Regions from separate parts of the Sus scrofa genome. Here region 2 is linked to region 1. A link is a contact called in public HiChIP or PLAC-seq data. All regions are on one chromosome and are shown on one strand. Each heading gives the region's core, a stretch centred on a gene start, on an enhancer-like site or on the middle of the called end of the contact. The rest is flanking DNA. Distances are from core to core; before and after follow the strand shown. Region 1 overlaps SRGAP1 (SLIT-ROBO Rho GTPase-activating protein 1). Region 2 overlaps SRGAP1 (SLIT-ROBO Rho GTPase-activating protein 1).

Region 1 (5,790 bases), core at 2,127-4,626:
CTAAAACAGAGCTAGGATATTCCAAGGAAGCAAGTCTGAAAGAATCTATCATTAACAAAAATGGAAGTCTCTTACAAATGACTTCAATAATCAATTCAGATACTGAGCAAGGCTTCCTTCTCCCTCTCTTTTCACTGACTCAATAAATGTTCACTAAATGGTTACGAACGAGGAACCCTGAAGATAGAAGGGTGTACAAAATAGTGTCCTATGGACCTCAAAGAGTTCACATTCCAGGGAAAAAGAAAGGCATTAATGCAGGTATATAAATACATACCATATAAGACCTATGAAGGAAATGCAGGAAATAATATTCTTTAAGAACCTATAATAGGGAAACCTAAGCTTGCTGTAGTGCATGCATGTGTGCGTGTGCATGTGCATGTGCATGTGTGTGTTGGGGTGGAGAGGGAGTGAATATGGCTTCTTTATTTGAGCTAAAATCTGAAGGGTGACATTACATGGGGCAAGAGGAGGTAGTATACCAGGAACAGCCTCTGCAAAGTCCCAGGAAGGGAAAGGAACAGGTGCCCTTGCAAGAAATGAAAAGATGCCCCACTTAGGAGGGAAAAACATAGAGATGGGATAAGAAATATGAACAGGACCTGCTCATCCATGTCCTTTGGTCACGTTATAGATTTATCCTAAAGGCAATAATCACTTTTTTAAAAGGCTTTGGAATTTTGAATGGTTTGGAACTTCAGGGTTCAAGGTGAGGTGGTTGCAGGCTGTACAGTGGACTGGAGGTGGACCAGGATGAATGCAGCAGGAAGGCCATCGCAGCACTCATGGTAAAACACCGATGGTAGCTGGGACTAGGGTGGTTGTGATGGAGATGGGGATTGCTTAACAGATTCCAGAGATATTTGGAGGTAAAGCCGGCAGGCTGTGGAGGTGGAATAACAGTGATGACAAGCCAGAGGGAGGTGTCAAAGGTGACTCCCAATTTGTGGATTGTCCAACCAGATGGATGGGCCACCACTCAAGGAGACACGGGAGACGTCCAAGTGTGGGATGACACAGAACCTGCCATGTTTAACTGGAGGCGCTTCTCAGACATCAACAGATGACACATCAAGTAGGTAGCTCCCTATGTAATAAATACTAATTCTCCATATTAAAACTCTTTTTAAGTGCTGCTCCTCTTCCCCATGTCTTTCCCATTTCAGTTAATGTAGCTACATTCTCTGCTATTCACTCTCAAACCAAGAAATCATCCATAATTCCTCTCTTGCCCACATCTCCATCTAACCATCCACAGCCTTACCCAGTCTTAACATCAAAATATGCCCTGAATCCAACTTCTCCTCATCTTCTCCAGCACCCTGGTCAGAGCCTAAACCAACTTTTCCTTAACTTCCGCACATCTCCAACTCATCTCTCTGCTTCTGTTCTCATCACCCCCTAGACTCTGTTCACACAGAAGCCATGGAGATCTTCCAAGAGCATCAATCAAAGCATGTCTGTCCCCTCCTAACAGCCCTCCCATATCTTCTTGGAACTCTTAGAATAAAGTCTAAAGTACAGAGCTTACCTGTGGATTTCCAGGCCTCAGGAGCTGTACCCTCTGCCTTCCTTCTAGACCCCATCTCCTCTGGCTCCCTTCTCTCTCATCAAAACCTCCCTCTTGGAATTTCTGTTGTAGCTCATTGGATTAAGAACTTGACATAGTGTCTATAAGGATGTGGGTTTAATCCCTGGCTTTACTCAGGCGGTTAAGAATCTGGCATTGCCTCAAGTTCCCGAGTAGGTCACAGGTGCAGTTAAGATCTGGCGTTGCTGTGGCGTAGGCCTGAAGCTGTAGCTCCAATTTGACCTCCAGCCTGGGAACTGCCCATACGCCACAGGTGTGGTGGTAAAAAGAAAAACAAAGCAGACAAAAAACAAACAAAACAAAACAAACCTCTCTCTTGGAGTTCCCTGGTGGCCTAATGGTTAAGGACTCAGTGTTCTCACTGCTGTAGCTCGGGTTTGATCCATGGCCTGGGAACTTCTGTATGCCTTGAGTGTGGCCAAAAACAAACAAACAAGCAAGCAAGCTCTATTTTGCTGCTCCTTGGACACTTCAAGATAGACTTTGCCTCTGAAACACTGCCTTGGAATGAACATTACTTTGTACAGGTTGCTCCTTCACTTCCTTCACGTTCTTGCCCTCACATCACCTCCTTGGAGGGTCAATCTCATTACTTATTAAGGAAATGCCAATAAAGACCACAACAGACTTGCCAAAATATAAGATGTCTCCTAAAGCCAAGTGGATCAACTGTTAAATCTAAACCACTTCTGCGTGGGAATGTAAACTGGTACCACCCCTTTGGAAGACAATTTGGTCTTATGATGTGAAGTCCCAGGAATGTCATGGAGAAACTGCCATACATGTGCAGTAAGAGGCACATACAAGAATGTTTAGCAGCACTGTTCAAAGAGCACAAGGCTGGAAACAATCCAAATATCCATCAACAGGGCAATGAATCAATTGGTTTTACACATTCACCCAACAACCATAATTCAGCTGTTAAAATGAATGAACTGCAGTTACATGCAACGCAAAATGAGCAAGCAAAATGAAACAATATAGTACTTGTGAATATGTCTGTAAGTGATAAGCATTATTATTATTATTTTAGAGGCAAGAAAAATTAAAAAAAAAATTTAAGAGGTGGTCACTTCAAGAGAAGCAGGCAGATGGGTGAGGACAAAACCAGAAGATGAAACAGAACTGCTAATGCTTCGTTCTTAGGCTGGTAGGTCCCCAGGTGTTACACTGTTATGCATCATAACTTACAAATATGTTAGTATGTATATATTAAATATTAGGCAATACAAATTAAAATGCACAGTAACGGCTGCACCAAAACAAGGGGAAAAGTTACTATTTTAGGTAACTTTTTAGTTTCTTTTTTCCTGATTATGTAAGATGGCCACTGCACCCCTTCTCTGTCTTTTACTTTCCTTCATAGCGCACATCCTTCCCAAAGGCATATATGTGCATATACACACATACCACACACATTTCTTTTCTTATATTAAGTCCCTCACACTAGAATGTAAGCTCCCTAACTGTGGACATTTTTGTCCATCACAAAATCACTAAGGCCGAGATGAGTAGTTGGCATACACTATAGATAATTAAGGAATAAATGGGTAAATGTATGAATGAATGGCCCCGATCACACGAGCAAAGCAATAGAGCATAAAAGGTCTCGTGTATGGACTCTGCAGTCAGACATGATTGGGCTCCAATCCAAGCTCTGGTCCGTCTTAGCTGGGTGACCTTGAATGAGTTCCTTAACTTCACTGGGTTTCAGGTTCCTCACGTATAAAACAGGGTAGTAATGGGGGTGGTTCTGATGACTAAAGTGAGACCGTAGCACTCTGTCCAGCAGAAATGATGATGATGCAATACAACGTAATTTCCGCATAATAGATGTCCATCTCGGTGGCTGTAGGCAATTTGAATTCTTTAGGCAGTTTTTGTATGACCAATTGCCTCCCCACCCAATTTTAAACCATGGACCCATGTGGAATCCTCTAGTTATTTCTGTGTTTGGTCTAACTGAAGAGATATCTTAGGGAAATCTTGTAACCACCAAACTCCCAGTGAGGACAGCACAACATAATCTTGCATGTGCCCTAGCTACTACTGGCTCAGGAGATCAGCCAGATGAGAAAAGTAAAAATAGCACCTTTCAGTTATAGAGGGCTTTCTCCAGGCTAAACACCTCAGACATATCATCTGGCTCATTCTCTACAACTAGTCTGGGAAGTTGGTATGTACAAGAATTCCGGAAGGCAGGCATATTGGAAATTGTTTTCAACTTTGGACCTGAGCAGGCTAATTTAACCCAATATGCTCTATTATCATCTGTCATACATCCTTTAAAAACAAAACCAGGGAGTTCTCGTTGTAGCTCAGTGGTTGATGAATCTGACTAGGAACCATGAGGTTGTGGGTTCTATCCCTGGCCTCGCTCAGTAGGTTGAGAATCTAGCATTGCCGTGAGCTGTGGTGTAGGTTGCAGACATGGCTCAGATCTCTCGTTGCTGTGGCTGTGGTATAGGCCGGAGGCTACAGCTGCGATTGGAGCTACAGCTGCCTGGGAACTCCTATATGCTGCAGGTGTGGCCCTAGAAAAAGCAAAAAATAAATAAATAAATAAAATTTAAAAAATAAAAACCAAACCAGAAGTTCCTGCTGTGGTACAGTGGGTTAAGAATCCGACTGCAGCAGCTCGGGTCACTGCGGAGACACCAGCCCAACACAGTGGGTTAAAGGATCCAGCATTGCCGCAGCTGCAATAAGTCACAGCTGTGGCTCGGGTTTAACCCCTGGGCCAGGAACTTCCACGTACCGGCCATAAAAAACAAAACAAAACAAAAACAGAAACTGTATGAAAACACAAAAAAGCAAAATCTGTCCTTCACATCCTAAATGATGTCTTATTTTATAGTAGTAAAATAAAAACAACAAGGCTTCTATTGCTATGAATCCCATGTAAAAAATGCTATCAACACCGCTCCCTCCAAAGCATCACAATCTGCAGCACAGCTGGCTCATGGTGCTCCCGGCACACACACAATTAAAATGCACCTTTCAGTGAACTGACCTACGTGTTCCATCTGGACCTCAGCCCAAGACCAGGGCATCCTTTCCCTTAGAGGAACAAAGCCCTGGTGGAGAGCTCTAGGCCCTTGGGGAGACTTGCTTTCGCTCTGTTCGGGCTACAAATGTGGAGCACACTTCAGGGGTTCCAGCGGCCTGGGAGAACCCCCAATTAATAATAATAATGACCCTAAACAATAACAAGCCTTTATCCAGTGCTTACTATCCATCAAGCAGTATTTATTCTAAGAGTTTTAGCTTTAATCTGCATAACTACTCCATGGCATAGGCATAAAGTTTGTAATATGACTAAATTCCATCGTGAGATCAGAAAGTCAACGCATGATATCTATATGCAAACTGACCTTGCAGAGCAAGGTGAGACCCAGAGGAGAAATCCCAAATGGTCCCCAGCAGTAAGAGACAACAGTTCCTAATAGTCTGGCCTCCTCGTTTTGATCAAGTGGGGGCATCTGCCTCTCCAACCACAAATGCTATTTCTGCAGAATTAACCAAGCAGAAATAAATGAGGAGGGGTGCATACTTAATTTAAAATAAAGGAATACCAAACTTCTCATTAAGTCTATAGGCCCGCAAGCAATTCCCAGGCTTACCTTACACCCTGCGACCTTTACCTCGTCCTGGGTACCTTATTCTCCCTGGCTTTTAACACAGCCAAAAACTTCCTCTTGGAATTTCTTCCTGACTCAAACATCCCTTGTCTTCCTCCTCCAGTCCATCTCTGCTAATAACACCTGGTACACGTTTCCTAGAACATGTAATTACTGGTTTCATTTTTATTTTATTTTGCTCATTTCCCCTTTGAACTTCTAGCATCTTGAGACCACGGGTGACATGTGCTTTTCCAGTGTCTGATATAGAGCCAGCTGGGCTGCTGCAGACAAGCAATAAATGTCTATGGACTGAATGAACCAAGGAAAACCATTGCTACTGGTGAACAGCACATCATTTCTCTCCATCCACCTAAATAATGCCCTTGTAGGATCAGTGGGATGGAAGGATCAGAAAAGGGAGGAGCTCGGGCGGGGAGCTGCCTGCTTAGTAATGAAGGACTTACAAGGGACCCCTTTCCGGGAGCTTTGCTTCCAGCCCTAGAATTGAAACTTGCATCTTTTTCAATGCAACAATAACCACCGCTACCACCTACGATCAAGGCTTGCCTTTAA
Region 2 (5,790 bases), core at 2,072-4,571, 190 kb before region 1:
TCGCTCCATCTAATTGGCCCCTGCTTGTAAGCCCTGGGCTGGGAAACTAGATAATCAAATTTGACAATAATTTTATATTAAATTAGAGCCAATAAGGCTCTTCTGGGTTTAAGGCTAATGGCAATGGATTCGTGATTGCTCTTTAGTTTATCCAGTGGCTTTTCACCCAATTCCAGGGTTACGGCTCACTTTTAAGGTTGCCAGAGGCCTTTAATCTATGTATGTACATATGTACGTATGCATGTATTCATGTGTGTGTGTATACACATGCTTGCACGCAATACATTTTTTTAACCATTCGTGCACATACTCAATAAAAGATGTCTTTAAAAAAAGTAAGACATCTATAACATAGCACTAAGGTATGTGTTTTCCTACATAAATTTAGTCTTCGGAAACACTGCATCCCATGCCACGAAATGTTAGCTATGAGAGAGCAAGTTCTTCTCTTTTTTGTAGAAGAGGGTCCAAAATTCAGTATTAAATATGCATTTGGTATTTAACGTTGACTTTTCTTACTAAAAGCCCCTGACCCAAATTTGGTATGTCTGCCAAGTATACAATGTAAAAACTAAGAGTTTATCCAGCTTTGCTAAAGGACTACTCCTCTTTAATCACTGTTTGCTTTCTATAACTCTTTTCTAAGGAAAGCCTATTTATAAACCTGTCTAATTTCCAAGTGCAAACACTTTTCTTTTAATGACCTTCAAACATCTAATTAAAGCCAAGCATGACTGTGATTTGAAAATGGGATCGAAGGTGAGAGAGGCTATGCACTCACTTCCCTTGAGCACTTTTACCTGGTGTCTCGCGTGGGAATTCCTTCGTCCTCGGCTAGAAGCATTGTCAGAAATACAGGATGAAAAAGGAGACAGAGTAAACACAGCAGAGATACAAGATACAGACCACAGGGTCTTACAATTTATCCAATATAATGAATTCCTCAAGTCACGAGAAATCTAAACTTATGGTGCTTCAGAGCTAGCCTGACAACAGACTTGAAAGGCATACTTTGTGCCATCTCCTTGGCATGAAGAGAAACAAAACATTTTATCAGGTAGCTCTTTTCCTTTTTTGCACAAATTGTGGCTTTTTTTTTTTTTTTTTTAAAGAAAGAGGGCTTTCTCTTTCGCTGGTATAATAATGCCCACATTTATTCCCTCTTCTGAAGGCACTCAAACCAAATATTCTTTCCTCTCTGACTTCAGGAAATATTATATTGATTTTCTGGGAAAGCGAAGAGCCCCAGGACAGACTTGGACATAATGACCTGCCTCCTTTTATGAGAGGCTGAGACCATTATAGTAAGAAGCGTGGAGATCAGCCACCCAGATGGCTGGTGCCAGTACCTTGATGAATGTTTCCAAATCCCCATTAAACAACTTAGCATTATACTGTGAGCGGGGTCTGGACTTCCTGTGTTTCTGGGGCTTAGGGGGAACATTTGGAGGCCTAAGGGAGGGAATATAATTACTGAGCATGGCAGAAATCAAACAATCAATGAAACACCCATAGGTCACAAAAAAACTACCAAACACAGGAATTCTTGGGTTCCCTCCCCACCCCCACCCGTGGAGGAAACCAGTACTTCCCCTTTTCCGTTGATTTCCTTCTACTTATGTGTCAAAACCCAAACCAGCTTTTCAATAAGGCTGCTCTTTTCTTGCATGTCGTAGCTGACATTTGCTTGCCAGTTTGTTTTAAAAACGGTAAGCGTTGCCCAATGGAATTGCGAGCTGTTTGGCCAAGACTTACAAACCAAGGTTTGTGTTATTCAGCTTACAAGTCACACAGAAGACACGACAGACCGTAAAAACTAGGGCTCTGACAGATCTCAGTTGGAGAAACTGAATATAATATTTTTAGGTACAACATAATTCTTCAATGCAAATAACATCACATCTGCCCAATATCCTTCAGGTATTTACGGAATTTTATTTTATGCAAAAGCAACTCTTCATGGGTCACACATGAAAAACAGTTTTGTTTCAAGGGTATTTCTGAAGGCACTGGGTCCAGGCTCACATGAGTCGTCATTTCTTTAAAACAAACTAGCTCATCGCCTCACCTAACTATTTGTAGAGCACCCGTGTAGACCTTTGCGATGTACCTGTTTACTCTGTGCTGGAGCCTCTGCATCTCCAGTCTGCTCTGATGGATGTCAGTCTCTCTAGCATATGCATGTCCAATGTACCATGTACTATATTTGAAACCTTGCATCATCTTGCTCTGTAACCGGAGAAGGGGAGCCCCTTCCATCCTTTCCCTTTAGAGCAAAGAGGGCCAGGATTATGTGACTCAACTTCTACAACTGTGCTGAAAGGAGTACATGGAAGGAGAGTCCCAAGACCTCTCTCTGGACGTTCCAATGTAAACTCCTTAATTAGAAGGCTGGTAGGAGGGAGTACACCGCACTTGGAAATCAGGTAAAATCTCGTATTCAGCTGCCGCCTCTCTGGGAAGAATTGCCTTTTTCAGTTCATTAAAGTTCAGAAAGACCAGTTTAGAAACAACAGCCCAAGAGTTTACATGGATACCTGGCTAACTTCATAAGATATTACTACAAGCAATCAAGAGAGGGAGGGGAACAAACTTGCTGATATAGCCCTTGCTAGCAAATTCTGAGATTCTCCTGGCGGGTGGGCTCACACGACCAATGGGGTGTACAGCAAGCAACACCTGAGGCGCCACAGTGCTTGAGAGGTTAAAAGGAGCCTTTGCAAGTGTCGAGAAGCAAATATGGAAAATTCCACCAAGCAGCAAGTCATTATCTGCCACGGCTGACATTTCTGAAATTGCTTTTATACACTGAATTCTGTGCCACTCACAGAGGAAAGGATCTGGTGGGTATGAACAAACAAAACAACAGCCCACCAAGGACACGTGCTTGATTTCAGCCACTCTTTTCATTATTTTATAACTGTTTTAAAATAGAGACCTTATTTTTCTTCAGGTATGGTGAGGCCAGCAGAAGACAACCATCACTGAAAAGATCATTTGTTATTTACAGTTCCCATGAGGAGAGGGAATGCCACTACACGGAGGGCCACATGGGGAGGCACCAGGGTCACCAGCCAGTAGGCAGAGGCAGTGAGGAGCGAGGGAAAAGGTGGGCAAGAGCCTTTTTTGTGGTTCCCATGGGAAGGAACAGGCAAGGCAGAGTAGATTGAGGATTGGCTACTTTGAGTAATTCTGGTGAGCTCTGGGGCGTGGAAGCCATCCCTAGCTATCTGGAACCTGGCCTTTGTGTGGCTGGGGAAGGGGAACAGTGGCCTGAGTGTGAAGACTTGATAAAGGAAGTGGTTAAGAGGATGGGCTCAGGATGAGTTGCTCTGTATACAAAAGGCGCACTTGTAAACAACCCTTTACTATCTCTAGGTAGTGACTAACCCTCCAAGAGGCAGTCCCTCCTGGGTTAGCAAGGCCCCAAGATAGTGAGGCATCAAATATAGAAACTAGAAAATGTGGTTATTCCTATGAGGTCCAAAAGAACTTCACATTGGACGCTAACTGGAGCAGCTGATAAAGCTGAGGGAATAGGAATACAGGCTTGTTTGGTTTGGTTACTGATTCGTGGGACAAGTAAATCTTGCAGCTGGAGCCAAAGCCCTGAATGGCACCTGATAATTATTTCTGCATTGCTGAGAGATGCAGAGTAACTCCTGGCTGGGGCTAATGAAGGTATGTCTTTTGAGTCTTCTTCCAAAAAAGCCTGAAAATTGCCTCTTCTGACACACATCAACGATAAGGGAAATGTGAAGATTCTAAAGCTGTGAGAGGGATTACAGATGAAAATAAACTGCCTGAGGAGTTCCCACTATGGTGTCTCGGCAGCACCATGACATAGGTTCGATCCCTGGCCTGGCACAATCGGTTTAAGGATCCAGCATTGGGCAGCTGCATGTAGGTCGCAACTGCAGCTTGGATCTGCTTCCTGGCCTGGGACCTCCATATGCCATGGGGCAGCCAATAAACAAACCAACAAACTGCTTATTAAAGGACTTCCCATGGCAGGGGGACTTGGCAGGCAGACTGGCGTGCGGATGGTTCCGGCTCTACCACGTACACATCAGGTGCACAGACTCAACATTCCCTCAACATTCGAACTGTACAACTCGTTGTGGTTGCATGCCTGCTACACACTTCGGGATAATGTGGCTTCCTATGTAGAATGCCAGTATGGATGAGAGGAAGTACCAGTCAGGGTAATGTGAATATCAAATCTGTCTGGCAACTATAGCTCTCACTGCAAATGTATATATTTGCACTCCGTTTTAAAATAAAAATCTTTAAAAAATGCCTGACATTAATCATAATTTAGAAATAACAGGTAAAATAATTGACAGTGCAAAGGGACGCTATATGTGAAAAAAAAGCTACATAATTACTATTCAGGAGTAATTCCCTCTTTGTTACTAACATAGGGAAGAAAAACCCCAGGATTTTTGCAAAGTTTAGACAAGTCAGTAGCTGCAGTCTTTCTAGCTGGTTCACCAAGAAGTAAGAGGGGCTTCTTTTCAATTTATTTAGGAACATTATAGAACCTTAAAAATCAACTTGCCAATTATTGCAACAGAAACACCAGTGTTATAAATGCCTAGAATCTCAAAAAGAACTCCACTTTAAAAATGGAAAATCTTGCTGTCAATTAGAATAATTTCTGGCTGTGGCACAAATGTTGACATAGAAAAATAAAAGTTGTCACAAACTTTCCCCAACCTAAACCAGAATCTGGTTCCAAAAAGGCTTTTCCTTCTCAGCAGTAGCTTCAAAATCCTTCTAAGAATTAAAAAAAGTGGAAAAAAAAGACAACAAAAAAGAAAACGCAATATGGTTCTAGGAACTAAAAGTTAAATTTTTAAAGTAAACCAAACAGGTGCAAAGCTAAAGTCTGAAGAATACTCACCATAGCTCTAGTTTGTATATGAGATATGGGAAAGCAGGAGCAAGAAGTAACCAGTCAGATACAGTAGATATGCATGTAATATTGCTTGTTAATTAAATTATCAAAAATCTTATCAGACTCTTTCTAGAAACTTAAAAGTGTTTTGGATTAGATAAACCAAACCTATCCATTTTTTTTTTTTTTTTCCGCAAACTGTGGCTGCTCATTAAAGAGCTTTACAATTCCATTGGGAAACTCTTCTATCTGCCAGAGCAAATTTGCTTTTGTGAGAAGCCCAAACACTTCATGTTACTGTTTTGCCAAGCTGAACTATCTTCTGTGTTCATTAACAAAATATGTTCATTCTTGCAGCATTTAAATAGTTGCTTCTCATTAAAAAGAGAGTAAGACACAATATGAGTTATGAAGAACTATTTTCCTACCTTGTAGTCATATATTCAGCTTTGTGACCTGTAGGGAAAAAAAATTAAAGTAAGCGAATCGAATGGAATCAGTGCAATGCATTTGGCAATCTTTTGTCCCTTATTTTAAGATGCAGAGTTTATAAGAACTTACGCATTTATGGTGGAGACCATGAAGACAACATATAGACAAAAAAATTCAAAGTAAATATTTCACAAAACCTGGAGTTCCCACTGTGGCACGATGGGATGGTTGGTGTCTCGGGAGCACTGGGTCGCAGGTTTGATCCCCGGCTCACTTAACAGTCGGTTAAGGATCCTGCGTTGCCACAGCTGTGGTTTAGGTCCTGACTGTGGCTGAGATCTGATCCCTGGCCTAGGAACTCCATCTGCTGTAGGGCGACCAAAAATGAAAAAACAAAAACAAAAAAACCTATACATAAAATTTAATACATTCTATGGATTAGAGAAACACATGTCTCT

The links. HiChIP or PLAC-seq counts read pairs in DNA pulled down with a chosen protein or histone mark.
Region 2: an H3K27ac HiChIP or PLAC-seq map of alveolar macrophages shows a contact between it and region 1. The contact joins two enhancer-like sites. A contact is called at or near these places in 1 of 47 Hi-C or Micro-C datasets (embryonic fibroblasts) and 1 of 2 datasets of contacts at active chromatin or transcription factors (alveolar macrophages).

The regions. Positions count from the first base shown.
Region 1 is chr5:28,368,042-28,373,831 of Sscrofa11.1, reverse strand. All of the region lies in intron 1 of SRGAP1 (SLIT-ROBO Rho GTPase-activating protein 1), which reads right to left. Among named protein-coding and RNA genes, the nearest start is that of SRGAP1, 70 kb to the right of the region's middle. Within about 2 kb of position 3,376, at least 7 of the 83 cell types and tissues checked have an H3K27ac peak or open chromatin away from gene starts, as enhancers often do. A contact at or near this core is called in alveolar macrophages, where this site is marked.
Region 2 is chr5:28,553,287-28,559,076 of Sscrofa11.1, reverse strand. It overlaps SRGAP1 (SLIT-ROBO Rho GTPase-activating protein 1), which reads right to left. Exons shown (of 22, transcript XM_021091938.1): 11 at 5,329-5,356; 12 at 1,350-1,452. Among named protein-coding and RNA genes, the nearest start is that of XPOT, 120 kb to the left of the region's middle. Within about 2 kb of position 3,321, at least 3 of the 83 cell types and tissues checked have an H3K27ac peak or open chromatin away from gene starts, as enhancers often do. A contact at or near this core is called in alveolar macrophages, where this site is marked.